Regions from separate parts of the Rattus norvegicus genome. Here region 2 is linked to region 1. The links are chromatin contacts, called in public Hi-C maps. All regions are on one chromosome and are shown on one strand. Each heading gives the region's core, a stretch centred on a gene start, on an enhancer-like site or on the middle of the called end of the contact. The rest is flanking DNA. Distances are from core to core; before and after follow the strand shown.

Region 1 (3,983 bases), core at 1,069-3,568:
AGCTTTTAGAGGTAAAACATTCCATACAAGCTATCAACAGTCACCGTCTTCATATAATTGGAAATATTATACTACCACTCTGTAGCCAGCAGTGGTAATGCCTCAGGAAACAAAATGAGCTAGAGTTTTTTTTTAAAGGATGAAGAAGACATCAGTTTTAGAGCCAGCAGTCTTTGTAGTTTGTTCAGTGTAAAACAGGAGTGCTTGATAGAACGTTGGGGTATATCAGAAGGACATCACGGTCCCTACGCCCTAGTGGGCAAAGTGCGTGTGCTGTTTTTACTACCATATAGATAGAACAAAGGGAAGCTCAAACCCGATTTATTTCCTCCTTGCTGTCCTCTTAGAAGAGTCCAATCCTGCTCGCCTTTGTACCTTCAGTCGAGTTTTGTAAGATAGGAAGTCACAATGCCAGTCAAGAGCACAGAAGCAAAAGTATGGGGAGTGCTGGTCCATTAGCCCAGTTTAGAAATGCCACTTGTTCTGCAGACCCTCAGCCTGAGCCACCTAGCTGGGAGAATGTTGGCACATCCCAGCCTAGTTTTGACCACAGTCTTTGGATTCCCTGCAGTCCCAGCTCGGGAACCTTCCTAAGTACTGTGGAGCTGTGTCAGCTGCAGGGAAAGCTCTGCTGTGAGATGCCTTCTTCGGACTAGCATCTTAAAGAGTAGAGCATCACCCAGCTACAGCTAGGCCTGTATAGGATGGTACTTTGCCTCCAGCCAGGCTTCTAAATCAGCTCACTGTCGGTTACTGAGCAGCGTGACTGTGTATAGTAGTAGCACATGCTCTTGGTGGTTTATAATACGTCTGTGAAACTGAAGAAGCAAACACGTCTAAAGCCACGGAGGCTGTGAAGGCTGGACATGTAGTTACACCATAGTTACTTAAGATCGGAAGTGTGAGCTTTTGAAATACTTTAAGATTGTGTGTAATGAATTGTGTTTTTCTAAGACCAGGATAATACATGCTTTTAGAGAGAAGCTGTGGCAGGACAATATGGCAGGTGATGTTAAGATTCCACATTGTATCTTTATAGGTTGTTACGAATGTTTTAAAGAGATGGATGTGTATTGGGCTTTGTATGTTTAGGAGGGCAATCATATCTTATCAATTGGGCCAAAAAAAAAAATACATGCTTTTAAATTTTTAGTTCTGTGGTGAAATTGTAGTGACAAGCTGCTTGTTGAACTGTGACAATACATTTTCGGTGATTTTTCTCCCTCCCTCCTTCATTTACTGTGTGGCTGCTCTGCCCCCCACAGGACAAACAGTGGTTAGCTTGTGTGCACTGCAGAAAGTCTCATGAGAAGGAAAGCTGTTTAGTCCTGGTGCTGGCCAGGCAGATGCTTCTGACAAGGCCTGAGAGGAGCCTTTGGCATGGTCAGACTGTAAGACCCATTAACGTCTGATCAGGAGTCAGTTGCCAGCCACCATGTAGGCTGGGGTGAGCCGAAATTCAGAGGTGCTCCTTTGCCAGATTCCCCCACGATCACCACCACATTGTATGCGTAAGGTCCCATGTCTGTGTCCCGTCCTTTTGCTTCCTCTCTGAGTCTTTCGTTTGCCTCAAACGTGAGAGCATCTTTAGTCTGCTCCCAGCTCTTCTGCACATATCCAAAGGCCATCATCGGGTGCCTCGATCTGAAGCCATCCTCTTCTGCCTGGTTTCCAGGGTGGAGAAATGAGGGGGGGTTGGGCACATCGTAGAGGAGACTCCAGCTCAGCAGAAGCACGTACTCTGAGTGCTGACGGAAAATAATCCCGAGACTCAGAGCATCCTTCCCTGCTCAGTGTGAAGAGGACAGCTGGCCATGAGCCCCGAGATGCTGTCAAGGAGCCTTCCCCTTAGCCTCAGCTTGAGTTCAGACAGAGGGGATCTTTTGAGAGATGAAGAACAAGGCAAGGGTTGGGGTGTGGGGTGGAGTGCCACTAACCCGTCTCTGTATCTGCCCACCTATCTTAACAAGGGCCCACAGGGAGCTTCTGCATCCCAGCATCAGAGCTTTATATGTTTCAGTAGTTTCAGTAGTAACAATGGTGCCCTTGACTGTCAGGCTGAAGGCTTGCTCTGGAATGGACCATATGAAATCTTGTGTGTGACGTCAGCTATGAGAGGGCCTCAAGTGTAGAAAGTTGCCACTGACAACTTTCCACACACGTACAAGTACACACACACACACACACACACACACACACACACACACACACACAAAAGTGGGTAGATAGCTCAGATTTTCTGGAATGTGCTGTGGCAGATATGATGTATGTCTCATTGCATTTGTGAAGCTGGCAGCTTCAAGGCACAAGGGAGGGCCTTGATGGCAGGGCAAGAGCTCCTCTCAGAGAGGACGCATCCGTGGCAGCAACACATTCCAGTTTAGCAACTGAAATACTGAGTCACACTTGGAATGTTACAGAAATTGGGTCCAGAATAAATCTCAGTAATGCCAATTCCCAGTGTAAATGCTAATATTGAAAATGCAGTTTTAGAAACATTTTCTGTGGCTTTGCTCTGTTTAGTTGTCCCGTGGGAAGGAGAACTAATTAAATATAAGCAGAATATTCTAGATTTCATGTGTCTAATATTCATACTTGTTAAAATTTTTCTGAATATAGCTTTAACTTATTGTGAGGTTTTAAACTACATGCTAAGTATTTTATACTCTGTTTTATCATTTGGTTACAGTAAATGTTCTTCCTAAAGAGAATGGGCTGGATTTGGTTTCTCTAACTACACAGGTGGAACTCGGGTTTATTACCTCATTTTGGGTCATTATGCTCATAAATTTAAGCTCCATTTACATGTGTATCTGGAACATAACCGAAAACAAGTTGAAGTGTGATGCGAATGCATTCATTTAGGGATTATTGGAATTTTCCTGAGATAATCAGCCAGAGTCAGGGATCTTGAGATCACATGGCAGGTACAGCCGTCTGGGTCTGCTGACTGTGGTCAGCACTGTCCAGGGTTCTATCATCATCAATTTCCTAACTCACCAAAAATAGTCACAGGCCAGGGGCATGAAGAAGCGCGACTGCAGGCTCTGCTGGCCTGGCTTCTTGCTGAAATCTATTTAAATTGACAGGAGCACTCACTGTATGCAGGCCATTTGGGCGCTAAATCTCAAGGTCCCACTCAGTGTGGCCTGCAACCCCCCACGCACACTCTCTCCATGAGGAAGGCGTGCCACTGATCAAGCCGGGTCAGACTCCAGCACCCCCACCAGCCACCACCCTGCATACCTCAGACTCTGACTGGTATCTGCTAGAGAGAGACCTGAACAGCAGAGAATTTATGTCCTCCAGCGAAGATAAAGGAAAGGTACCTGGAACACACTGTTTAAACTGTGTCTGACCCTGCCTTGCCCTTTGATCCTTTCCGCTTAGAACCCCTTCCAGGTTAAGGACCTCAGTTTGCAGCCAAACACTGTCAAGTGTGTATAGACTTGGCACACAAGAAGCAGACGTGACTGATGTGCTCTCCCAAGGCCCCTCGGTCCAGTGAGCACAGATGTGATCAGGAATGAGGGCGCCCTGATTGTAGACCCACCTCGTGTGCCCTGGGAAGTGCTGGGGTTTATGTCACAGACAGAGACCAAGCTCTGAGCTCTTCATGGGGTTTGTAGGCTGGCGGCTGGGCAGGTGCCGCAGATGAGATGCCGCTTACGTGTGCGGATCTGGGGTGCCCAGAGGAGATGCTGGCCCTGGGCTTCCGAGGCCATTAGTACCTGCGGTTCTATCTCGGCAATAAGCATGTGTGGCGTCTCCTGGGGAGGGAAGTCACAGGTGTAGATGTCACGCTGAGGAAAGCGGAGCTGGTGGGGCACTGGGACTCTGGTCCTCACTATGGTCACCCCATACTTGCCTGTTCTATACAACGCTATTGACCGTGCTGCTACCCGACGTTCTTGATCAACTCCGCTGGTGCTCAGCCACACTGAGCCACACAGCCCCGCTGTTCGTGTCAAGGCACAGGGGGG
Region 2 (3,983 bases), core at 999-3,498, 200 kb after region 1:
TTTTAATTTGGCAAAGTGGGCTTTGTTGGGACCTGCAGGCTGGGCCTAGCAAGGCATAAGCCGTTCACTGTCTTCACTGTGGGGGCTGCAGAGCAGGAAGGTTGTGGAGCTTGGGAGGAGGACCTGTGGCCAGCAGCCAGGCAAGTAGAGGAAAACGGCCTCTGTTTCTGTCCTGTCTGTCCTGAAGCATGGCGGGCCGAATCACCAGGGTGGGTGATTTGGAAGGGTGTGTGTTTTGCATCTTGTATGCTCACAAACACACACTTTAGAAAGCATGCCCCTTGGGCTTTGGTATTATGTGTAGGCAGCTTCTCCCCGGCAAAGGGAAGGCGGGTTTCTGGGGTGGAACCCCAACCATGGTCCTTTGATGGGTGCTGATCTCTGCATGCTTCGGAGGCCTCTGTGTGGGGCCAGCCCACGGCTCCTGTGATTCACGTGGGATGAAGCCGCCTTCCAGTTCTTTCAGAGAACAACTTGTTGGCAGAACGGCATGAGCGGATTTGTCTGCAGCTGGAAGATGCTCTTTGCTGACCTGAGAAGCTGATTTCCAGATGGGAACCTAAGGCTCCTCGGGGTGGGGTCCAGGGCTGGGGCAGTCCCACAAAGCGCTTGTTCAAAGATAAATATGAGATGTCGACAGGCTCGGAACTTTTATGGCTACTTGGCATGGCCAAGACAGTTTTACCGAATTTTACAGGATTATTTGTCAATAACGTGAGGCAGGTAGGACCAGCCCTTCCTAAGATCATAGAAGCTGGAACCTAGAGTCCAGAGACAGACAGGAAATCCAAGAAACACTGAAATCTCATTTAAGATTTTACTAGGGCCGCACACAAGGAAGACCTTACAGATGAGGCCTCAGAAGACAGCCAGGAGGTAGAGGGATGCACAGTGGTGGGTGCAGTGAGGGGTCGGGGCATACACAGAAACTCTGGATTCCAGAGATGGGTCAAGGTTTCAAAGGAAGCTCGAACAGCCACAGGTAAGACTGGGCTTCCTGAAGCTGCTTTAATAAGCTGCCATGAGTCCTTGGCTTAAGACCCGTTTATCGGTAGAACCCAGTTGGAAGCAGGAAATGTGTCCAACTGGCTACAGTAGTCAGGAAATTTAACAGGCAAGTTCCTGCTGGGAAAACCATTCTGGCTTTCCTATAATCTGGAAGCCACTCACCCCTGTAATTCTTGTGTTTCCGCTCCCAAGACTAGCATGGTAGGGAGTCCCTCAGGCCGAACCCCTTCTCTTCTTCCTAAGAGAACCCCAGGGGCTGGGGGTTAGGCTACTTTATCCCTGGCTTCCAGAGTGAAAACTCTGGCAGTGTCTTTTACATTCACCTGCAGATTAACCCTTGACAGGAGGCACAGCCATCATAGTTTCTAAGGACGACAGGCATCTTGGGTATTCTGCTAAGCTCACAGAGGTAAAGACAAAATGGATCATTTTCGACCCATAGGACAGGGCTGAGCTGTGGCCACTCAGAGAGAATTTACCTGATTGGATGGGCGGGAGACGTGGGTTCATCTCCAGCATTGGTGTAGGGGGAAAATCCACTCCCCACATAGAGCAGAGGGCATAGGAGCATCTCTGTGACTTGGGGTCTCTACCCATCACCCCGACACCCCGTTCTTAGAGTTTACATTACATGCAAAGGGAACTGCTACCCACCAGGAGAGAGTACAACATCATCTGTTGGTAGCTGTATGGTGCTGGACCAGACAAGCACCTGGTGATGCAGACAGAGAGGAGGCTTAGAGGCTGCTGGTGGGACTGAAGCTGCCACACACCTTCCCCCTAGGGTGACCTGATGAGGTCCTCTGTAAAGCAGGGCACAGAAGGGGACAGGCTTGTGTGTGTGTGTGTGTGTGTGTGTGTGTGTGTGTGTGTGTGTGTGTGTGTGTGTGTGTATGTGAGAGAGAGAAAGAGAGAGAGAGAGAGAGAGAGCGCACAGAGGTGTGGACAGAGGAGGTGCTGTGTACTGGTTATGGGGACTGAGAAGTTGAGAAGTTATTCTCTCACTTTGAATTACTGTATATAAGTTTCTTTCCTGATACAGTATCATCCCAGGAAGAGCTCCTTAGAAAAGCTTGCAAGTGGCTAAGAAATGCCGGGTCTGTGGCTCCCTCTGGTGGCCGCCACCTAGTCTGAGACCACGTCCTGACCAATCTTGGCTGATCCAGTGTTTCCCTGGGGTTCCTCCTTAGTGGACACACGGAGGCTGGCACACTGCAGGATGCCAGAGCCTGACTTTGAAGGGATTTCAGATGTTACTCACCTTGGCAGCTCAGCGCTAAGTCCCGTGGAGTGAATCATGGTCTGTATGGGGTTCGGTAATCTCAGCGGAGTGGGTGGAACCCAGAGAAAGGCTCTGGGAAATGTTTGAGTGAGAGCCTGGGTCACCCACCCACATCTTTCCCTGTGTCATCAGTAGCTCAGAGCTGGTGGGAAGGTGATTTGGGGTGCCAAGGCTGTGCTGGCTGAATCACCCACCTGGCCTCCAGGCTGCAGGAGTTTGGGGGAGGGGGTGGATGTCTTGGCCCCGCCCTGTTGCACTGTTTTTTTTTTTTTTTTTTTTTTTGGCATCTCTGCTCTTTGCTAATTGCATTCCGTAGATTCTGGGTAGAATTTATTGTGTTACTTGACCACGTGCCACCCGGTGAGACAGCTGGTGAAAAGCCAGGAAACCAACCGGTTGCCAGGTATGGCTTGGCGGGCCACAGGTGGGTTTCTGAGCTGCCACTGGGAGGAAGTGGGTCAGGCTGGGGTCCAGAGGTGACAGTGTCTTCCAGAACCAGGGACCTTTGTCTCCCGCCAAGCCCTGCTGTGATCTTAGCAACATACTCAACTGGACTTGGGGGTCATCTCAAATTTTTCAAAGAGTCTGATGGCAGTGTAGGAAGTGAGAATAGAGTGTTGGCCATGGGCCCAGGCACAGCGTGGTCCCTCACTCAGGGGAAGGTTAGTCTTTCTTCTGGCCATGCAAAACCAGCAATGGGTCCCCAGGCTGCAGTCAAGGACCTCTACCCTCGATCTGACCATGGGAATTTTTCACCACCAGCTGTCATATGTGTGTTCTCCCCCCCCCCCCCACCTGATCCTTAAACAGACTCTCTCTGGGGAGCTCTGGAGAGGGTGGTTTGTAAACCCAGGTGAGCATCCCCAGCCTCTGTTGAGTGAGTAGCGTTTCTTTTTGACTCCACGTGGGCAGCCCTCGGGAGTAGCTCTGGGAGGTAACAGTTTCCTTCTCCTATGGGAGATGCTGTGGGCTCTTCAGATCCTAGTAGCTCTCAGGCCTGTGGGGAGAGGTCTTGGCACTCCCTGGGGCTAGTTTGGGGATCTCAGAAGGAGGAGGGGACCAGAGGCTGAATCCTGGGGCATACTGACAACGTTGGGATACCAGTGCTGTGAGGAACTTGCTAAGGGAGAGGTAAGAGACTACAGAAAAGGCTGGGGAATGAGAAAAGCCCCAGACCCGATGTTGGCTCTGGCATGGGCCGGCCAGCAGGTACCTCTGCCTGAAGGATTGGCAGTGTGCAGGTAGTCTCAGGTGCGCACGGACGTCACCTTTAATGCTTCAATGACAGCAAAGCCCTCTATGTTCCCCCCCTGCTCTTCCTGGCCTCATTCTTGGCATTGATTTCTCTCTTTCCCTACAACTGGAAGAAGACAGGGAAAGCCCGCTGAGGGCGTCTTAGATATTTTTCTGTTGGTACCCTGTTTCCGCTCATGCTCCCTTAGTAGTTTTTCTGTTTGTTTTCTTTTCTTTTCTTTTTTGGTCTTTTTTTGTTTTCTCCTTCCTTTCTTCCTCCTCCCCCTCTTCTTCCTCTTTTTTCCTTCCTTCCTCCTGTTTTCCCTCTTCCTCCTCTCCCTCTTCCTCTTCTTCCTCCTCCTCATCCTCCTCCTTCTCCTCACCTTCTTTTTTTTTTTTTTTTTTTTTGGTTCTTTTTTTTTCGGAGCTGGGGACCGAACCCAGGGCCTTGCGCTTCCTA

What was found. A called contact is a pair of places that touch in the nucleus more often than the background predicts.
Region 2: a Hi-C map of the A7r5 cell line shows a contact between it and region 1, with 4 times the contacts expected there. The contact joins two enhancer-like sites. A contact is called at or near these places in 7 of 12 Hi-C or Micro-C datasets (the A7r5 cell line, Schwann cells, frontal cortex and 4 more).

Annotation. Positions count from the first base shown.
Region 1 is chr20:11,297,788-11,301,770 of GRCr8, forward strand. The region is part of intron 2 of Adarb1 (adenosine deaminase, RNA-specific, B1); the gene reads left to right. Among named protein-coding and RNA genes, the nearest start is that of Trnaa-agc36, 59 kb to the right of the region's middle. Within about 2 kb of position 2,319, at least 6 of the 93 cell types and tissues checked have an H3K27ac peak or open chromatin away from gene starts, as enhancers often do. A contact at or near this core is called in the A7r5 cell line and Schwann cells, where this site is marked.
Region 2 is chr20:11,502,478-11,506,460 of GRCr8, forward strand. All of the region lies in intron 2 of Col18a1 (collagen type XVIII alpha 1 chain), which reads left to right. Among named protein-coding and RNA genes, the nearest start is that of Col18a1, 31 kb to the left of the region's middle. Within about 2 kb of position 2,249, at least 12 of the 93 cell types and tissues checked have an H3K27ac peak or open chromatin away from gene starts, as enhancers often do. A contact at or near this core is called in the A7r5 cell line and Schwann cells, where this site is marked.